2 separate regions of the Sus scrofa genome follow, and region 2 is linked to region 1. Evidence: chromatin contacts called from public Hi-C data. All regions are on one chromosome and are shown on one strand. Each heading gives the region's core, a stretch centred on a gene start, on an enhancer-like site or on the middle of the called end of the contact. The rest is flanking DNA. Distances are from core to core; before and after follow the strand shown. Region 1 overlaps MLIP (muscular LMNA-interacting protein). Region 2 holds the start of MLIP (muscular LMNA-interacting protein).

Region 1 (3,442 bases), core at 298-2,797:
ACTCCGTGGATCATAGGTCGATAGCCGGAAAAGCACCTTAACAATAAATCAAGCTATTTCTTGTTCCAATAGTTCTCCATGATTAAGTCATGACTGCTTTAGACTTTAAGACGATCAATAATCTAGGCCAGTCTCCACTTGCTCACCTTTTGAACCCTTAACAGTAATCTGATTTTGCACTTTTCCCCGAAAGTAGAGGCCCTTTCCTTTTCTGGTCCCAGGAGCGTCATAGGATGAGGGGGAAAAAAGAGATGAGGAATCGTGCTCGCTTATCCATTCAACAGAATTCTTCTCTAATCCTGACTTAACTTTAATATCCATTTCTCAATTTTTAAAGTGGGAAAAAAATAAAAAAATTATCTATGGTCATTGGAAAACAAATGAATGTAAGGAAAAAGCCAAGTTTAAAGTGGCCTCTTCATATTTTTTAAATTTATTTTTAAGATTCTTTTTTTTTAGGGATGTACCCAGGGCATATGGAAGTTCCCAGGCTAGGGGTCTCTTCATATATTTTTGAACAAAGATCAAATCTATGTGTCTTCTACTTAGTAGCTCCTCAGTAAATGTTTGTTGAATGAATAAATGAATGTTTAGGGCCAGAGTTTAAAGGGACCACATTGTGAGACCTTGTTCTTCTTCCTCTGATCCCTCAGGTCCCCTGCTTTTCCCCCATGACCTTTTTTCTCTTTTAACTTGAAATCTCTCTTGTCAGTGTGTATGGATGTGTGTGTGGGTATGGGCACATTTAAAAATTAATTGGAGAGGGCGTTCCCGTCGTGTGGCAGTGGTTAACGAATCCAACTAGGAACCATGAAGTTGTGGGTTCAATCCCTGGCCTTGCTCAGTGGGTTAAGGATCCGGCGTTGCTGTGAGCTGTGGTGTAGGTTGCAGACGCGGCTCGGATCCTGTGTTGCTGTGGCTCTGGCGTAGGCCAGTGGCTACAGCTCCTTTTCAACCCCTAGCCTAGGAACTTCCATATGCCGTGGAAGCGGCCCTAGAAAAGGCAAAAAAAAAAAAAAAAAAAAAAACTAATTGGAGGAAAAATTTCATTTGAAGCTGAGTTAATTTGTCATATTTGTTTTGAAAATGATAAAGATATTATGACTGGCATATTAGCAATGATATGCTAACCCTGTAATATGATTAAGTTCTTTGCTTATCATTTAGGTGTAAGTATATTGCAAATAGGTATTAAGCAATTTAAACACTTGGATTTCTAGCCAAACATTGTTATGATAAGCAAATTTGCTCAAAATAGATTCCCCCTAAAAAGTCCAAGCTTTTTAAAAATAGACATGGTTAGAGGGACAGGGGAAAGCAGAGCTGGGGCAGCCGTGTGTGTGTGTGTGAATTTTCTCAGTACAGAGAATAAAAATCTTGTTCCAAATTTTATTGCCCAAGGCAGATATTTGTACTTAGAGAATCCACTGGGTACTTTTAGAATTCTACACTGAAATTAATTGGTATAATCAAAGAGTTAGAGAGGTCATTTTTAGGTTTAAATGAAATAATTTGCTTTATCTGAAATTCCAATGAATATTTCGTTGGAAACAAGTTAAGCCTTCTTAGAAACTGTCCCCTGTCTGGACTTCCCTTGTTTGAGGTTATGGTATTAATGAGTTCTGCCTTTCTGACTGCCAAGAACTGTTGGCTCTAGTTTGAAAATAACTCAGATGTGTGGGGATAATTTTGACTTAAAATAATAGAAAATCATAAAAACAAGAGACTGGGAAATCCTTATCTATTTTTTTTTGTGTCAACTCTGATCTATCCCCAGGGTCAAGTGTTAATAATAAGGCATGCATTTATTTGTAATCCAGGGCATGTGATGAACTTTATTCAAGATTGGGGAAAGGAGCATTAGGAGTTTTGAAGGTTTTCATCGTATCAGGTCAACTGTATGCTGATGGCTAAAATATGGCAGGCAGCCTGGAAACACACACCCTGCCATAATTATTTCCGAGTTCAGGGTTGGGAGAATCTGGGATTAGCAAGCAGCTGCCTTTCAGGATGTTTCTCTTAATCTAGTTTTGCCGTGTTTTTTTTTTTGGGGGGGGGTCTTTTTAGGGCCACACCTGCGGCTTATGGAGGTTCCCAGGCTAGGGGTCTAATCAGAGGTATAGCTGCCGGCCTACACCACAGCCATAGCAATGCCAGATCCGAGCCACATCTGTGATCCACGCTACAGCTCATGGCAATGCCAGATCCTTAACCCACTGAGTGAGGCCAGGGATCGAACCTGCATCCTCATGGGTACTAATCAGATTTGTTTTCACTGAGCCATGACAGGAACTCCCAAGATTCATGATTTTTAAATGAAGGGAATTGATGGTTAAAGAGAGGTAGTATGGAAAGTGATTGAGTGGCTTTTCATAGGTGGAAAATCTGAGGCAATGAACTTCTTTCTTCCCTGTGTTTTCCCATCTGAAAAACATAAATGGATTCACATCATATGAGTCTTATGTGGATGAAATGAGTTGCTCAATGCTAATCCCCCAGAATGTAGCCCAATAAATATTCATTGTTTGCTATTGTTATTAGGGTTGAATCCTTAAGAATCGTCTCTACCTCTAGTCGAAAAGAATCATGGATGGAGTTTTCTTACTTGTTAAAGGAAGAGTTAGATGCATATGTAAAGATAACAACGAAATATATAAAAGGAATTGCAGTGAGCATGAATTCTAACTAAATCATGGTGTTGTCTCAGGGAAAAGCAATCCCAAAAGTCTTAAACTAGAGCATAAAGACATTAGAGAAACTACAAGGAAGATATGCCAGTGAGATTTAGGATTAATTCTAAGTGAGGTTATAAATCTGGAATACTTCATGCAGGTCAATCTTACACAGCATTTGAAACATTTGGGTTAATTTTTCTTGGCTATAGAATCAGTCATCAGATTTCTATATAAATCTCAAATACTTTTCCTGTTATTATTTGGCTTTTCATATTTTCCTTTTAAAATGCTATTTTAATTGTCTTTGCTCATTTTTCCCACTTCTACATCATTTACTTAGAACATATTGCAAAATTGGGATTATTAAGTCCAAGGCATAAACGCTTCTGTGTATAGGTATGTATGTTCACACACACACACAGCCAAGTGTTCCTCTGAAAGAAAAAGCAAATTTCGATTTCTATCAACCTTGAGTGTGTGAAATATATTTGGTTTATAGCCCCCATTATCCTAATTCTTGAGGTTTTAGGAAAGAAATAATTTGACTAACTCCAATTGCTGTGTGAATGACTGATGGCCTTTTCTTTACTTATTTTAGAAAGAAATTCTAAGCAGTATCAGTGTATGTGTGTGTGTGTGTGTGTATACAACCGTGTGTATACATATTAACACAACCTTCTGAATATGTAAGGCAAGAGGACTTCCTGGCATTTTGATCACACTGCATAACATACTATAACATTTCCTTAGGTCCATTTAAACAGAGA
Region 2 (3,442 bases), core at 444-2,943, 51 kb before region 1:
GGATAAACATGATTGTGATATTTTCTTTCTTTAAAAATACCTTATATGTTATAGATGATGTACTAGATGGGATGACAAAGCCAATCTGAAATGATGTATTTTCCACAGAACATCAAATAAATGGGTAATAATTTGTTCTGCAAACTTTCAGCCTCTTGGGCCATGCTTTTTAGCAGTGTCCAAATGGACCAGAGGCAAAGCTGGATAACCCCGTGTGCAGGCTGGACATGAAATTAGTGGTCTCGGAGTTCCTGTCGTGGCTCAGTGGTTAACGAATCCGACTAGGAACCATGAGGTTGCGGGTTTGATCCCTGCCCTTGCTCAGTGGGTTGAGGATCCGGCGTTGCCATGAGCTGTGGTGTAGGTTGCAGACGCTGCTCGGATCCCTCATTGCTGTGGCTCTGGTGTAGGCTGTCCGCTACAGCTCCGATTTGACCCCCAGCCTGGGAACCTCCATATGCCGCGGGAGCGGCCCTAGAAAAGGCAAAAAAAAAAAAGAAAAAAAAAGAAATTAGTGGTCTTATGGGTCACCATGGACTTGCTTCTATTGAAAGTAACGAGGGGAACTTTTGTGGGAAATGAGGAGGACGCACTGGAAGGTTGGGTTGGGAGAGGTTGCCGGGAGGACGTGATGGCCACTTGACCCGCAAGCTGGACCTGGGTCATGAGAGGCTGCTCACTGCTCCCTTGTCCCTGAAATACACATTCTGCCTCCGATTCCCACAGTTGGACCCGTTTTGAAAGGCGAGAGCTCTGTGGTGTTGAGACGGTCTGGAGCTTGTGCCCGAACCCAGTTAGGCTTCTACATGCATTTTTAAGACGCTGGTGGGCAGATACAGAGATTTTCTCGTTTTGTGATTGCCCAAGACAAGCCTTGAATGTAAGTTTCCTTGGTTGTTAAACTTCACTGGCCCTCCCCATCTGGAGTGTGGGCCTCTTTCTCCAGTCTCTTCTGTGTTGAGGCCAGTTTGTGAACCAATAATCTAAGGCTCTTCTGGGCGTTTCCCTGGTGGCCCGATTGCTGGGCTAATGCCCGCCCCGCCTTCTCCCGCACAGCGGGGGAGGTTTGCTCAGCCCGCCTCTGGCTGCCTATTGCGTCATTCTGACCTATGGTCTCTGGAACAATTGGCATTTCATTTCAGGAGGACTTTCAAACTTATTTTAAAAATCCATTCAATGGTATCCTTTTCTTTTTTTTAGATTCCACATAGAGGTGACATATGTTTGTCTTTCACTGTCTGACTATTTGCAGAACAGAAACTGACTCACAGACTTGGGAAAAACTTATGGTTACCAAAGGGGAACCCGTGGGGCTGGGTGGGTGGGAGGGATGGACTGGGGCTTTGGGATTGGCATGTGCACACTGAGATATATGGATCTGCTGTATAGCCCGGAGAACTCTACCCAGTGGTCTGGGATCATCTATGTGGGAAAAGGATCCGAGAGAATAGATATGTGCACATGGATGACTGGGTCACTTTGTGGTACAGCAGAAATGCTCACAGCCTCAGAAATGAACTATGCTTCAATAAAGCTTAAAAAAACCAATCAAAATAAGTAGACGAGAAACTCTGTTTTCAGTCACTTTGTACTCCTGTATCACGTATGTCTTTAGGGACACTTTAAGAATGTTCATCGGGACACGAAGAATAAGTGTGGGTTATACTGCAAAACTTTTCAATGCTTGACTCCAAACTTCCACTACGGCTAAGACATTCCTACAAAGAAATGATTTAGGGGAAACTTAGCAGCTCTTGTTTTCATGACAAGGTCCCAGGGGCAAGAGGTTGTGCCTAACCCTTTTTAAATTTCGTTTCTGTATCTTGCGCCTGGTGTCCAGCATTGGTTACAGAGTAAACAGTATTTTCCAAAGACTGACAGGGTCAGCTGCTCGGGGAATGTGGCCGGTGACCTCCCTGATGGATGACCGTCCTGCAGGCTGCTTCCAAGTCAGCTGAAAGGTAAGCATTCTTTCTGTATAAGTGCAGACTGCTTTGGTACATGTTTCAGTTTTAAGCGATAAAGCTGAAAGTATGTCCTGGGCACGCTGTCTCAGAGGGCACGGAGCCGTTCCTTTGGGGGCAAAGTGATTTGTCATGTCAACACAACCACGGCGGCTAAGCTTCTGAGGTTAGGAAAGGAATGAGCCACAGTGTAAAAATCTCGTTGCTTTAATGAAGCTGCAGAGACACAGGAAAACTTCAATCCAGAACTTCTTTCTGCTGTTAGAAACACACACTGGAATTCTCATCTTCAAAAAGTACAGCTTTTCGTCTTTGAAGCCTTTTTCCTGAAGTCTTTTCAGTTTAATCTGGCTGTTGTTTTCACTCCTGAGACAGTAATGGTGTGTGTGTGTGTGTGTGTGTGTGTGTGTGTGAGAGAGAGAGAGAGAGAGAGAGAGAGAGAGAGAGAGAAAGAGTGAGAGAGAGAGAGTGCGCGTGCACGTGAGTGTGAGCACACTAGGAAGCGTATCTACTATCAAAGGGCCTGTAAACATAGTGAGTGTTACCACATGCAAGAGCCAAACCTTGATCCACCTAGCACCTCTGTGGATGTCACCACAGACAAGAGAAAATGCATCTTAAGTCCTTGAAAATTGTAGGTGCGTGAGTACAGGAAAGTCGAGAAGGTAGAATGTGCTGTACTTGGATCCCAGGCGGTTTTAATCAGCTTGTATGTTACAGCCTCTGGAGGTAAAGAGTTAGTTTCATGTACAAAGCATTGCTCTCATCAGTGCTGATAGTGATTTGTGGTTGTTTTTGTTTGTGTCTTTGCTTTTTTTTTTTTTAGGGGGAAAAACTCACATTTTACTTTTCAACAAACTTGGTAAAAGAACTGTGCTTTTTGGATGCACGCATTAAAAAAGATTCTACTTTTCACAGTTTTTATAGCTCTCACTGAAATATTTTTTAATGCTCCAAACAAATGCTCTACTATCAGAGGTGATTTTATGAAGAAAATATTCTTTTCCTTACATTTACTAAGATGTCTTGCCTATAGTTTTTTTTGTTGTGGTGGTTTTGTTTTTTGTTTTTTGTCTTTTGTCCTTTTAGGGCCGCATCTGCGGCATATGGAGTTTCCCAGGCTAGGGGTTTAATTGAGAGCTGTAGCTGCCAGCCTATGCCACAGCCTCAGCAATGCCAGATCCGAGCTGCATCTGTGACCTACACCACAGCTCATAGCAACGCCGGATCCTTAACCCACTGAGCGAGGCCAGGGATCGAACCCTCAACCTCACGGTTCCTAGTCAGATTGGTTTCTGCTGCACCACAATGGGAACTCTTTTTTTTTTTTTTTTTTTTTTTTTTGCCTATAGTTGTTTAAAAAAATTGGACCAGAACCAAAATGAATGAACATATAGTATTAGAAGAAGTAAAAAAATCTCATATTACAGTAGAAAAAGGTTGTGTTTCCTTGAAGTGTGGTAATTCCAAGGGTACAA

What was found. A called contact is a pair of places that touch in the nucleus more often than the background predicts.
Region 2: a Hi-C map of fetal heart ventricle shows a contact between it and region 1, with 2.8 times the contacts expected there. The contact joins the promoter of MLIP here to the enhancer-like site in region 1. A contact is called at or near these places in 8 of 47 Hi-C or Micro-C datasets (embryonic fibroblasts, fetal heart ventricle, fetal skeletal muscle and 4 more) and 1 of 2 datasets of contacts at active chromatin or transcription factors (skeletal muscle).

Annotation. Positions count from the first base shown.
Region 1 is chr7:26,749,241-26,752,682 of Sscrofa11.1, reverse strand. All of the region lies in intron 1 of MLIP (muscular LMNA-interacting protein), which reads left to right. Among named protein-coding and RNA genes, the nearest start is that of MLIP, 51 kb to the left of the region's middle. Within about 2 kb of position 1,547, at least 2 of the 83 cell types and tissues checked have an H3K27ac peak or open chromatin away from gene starts, as enhancers often do.
Region 2 is chr7:26,800,068-26,803,509 of Sscrofa11.1, reverse strand. It overlaps MLIP (muscular LMNA-interacting protein), which reads left to right and starts at 1,693. Exons shown (of 13, transcript XM_021098546.1): 1 at 1,693-1,961.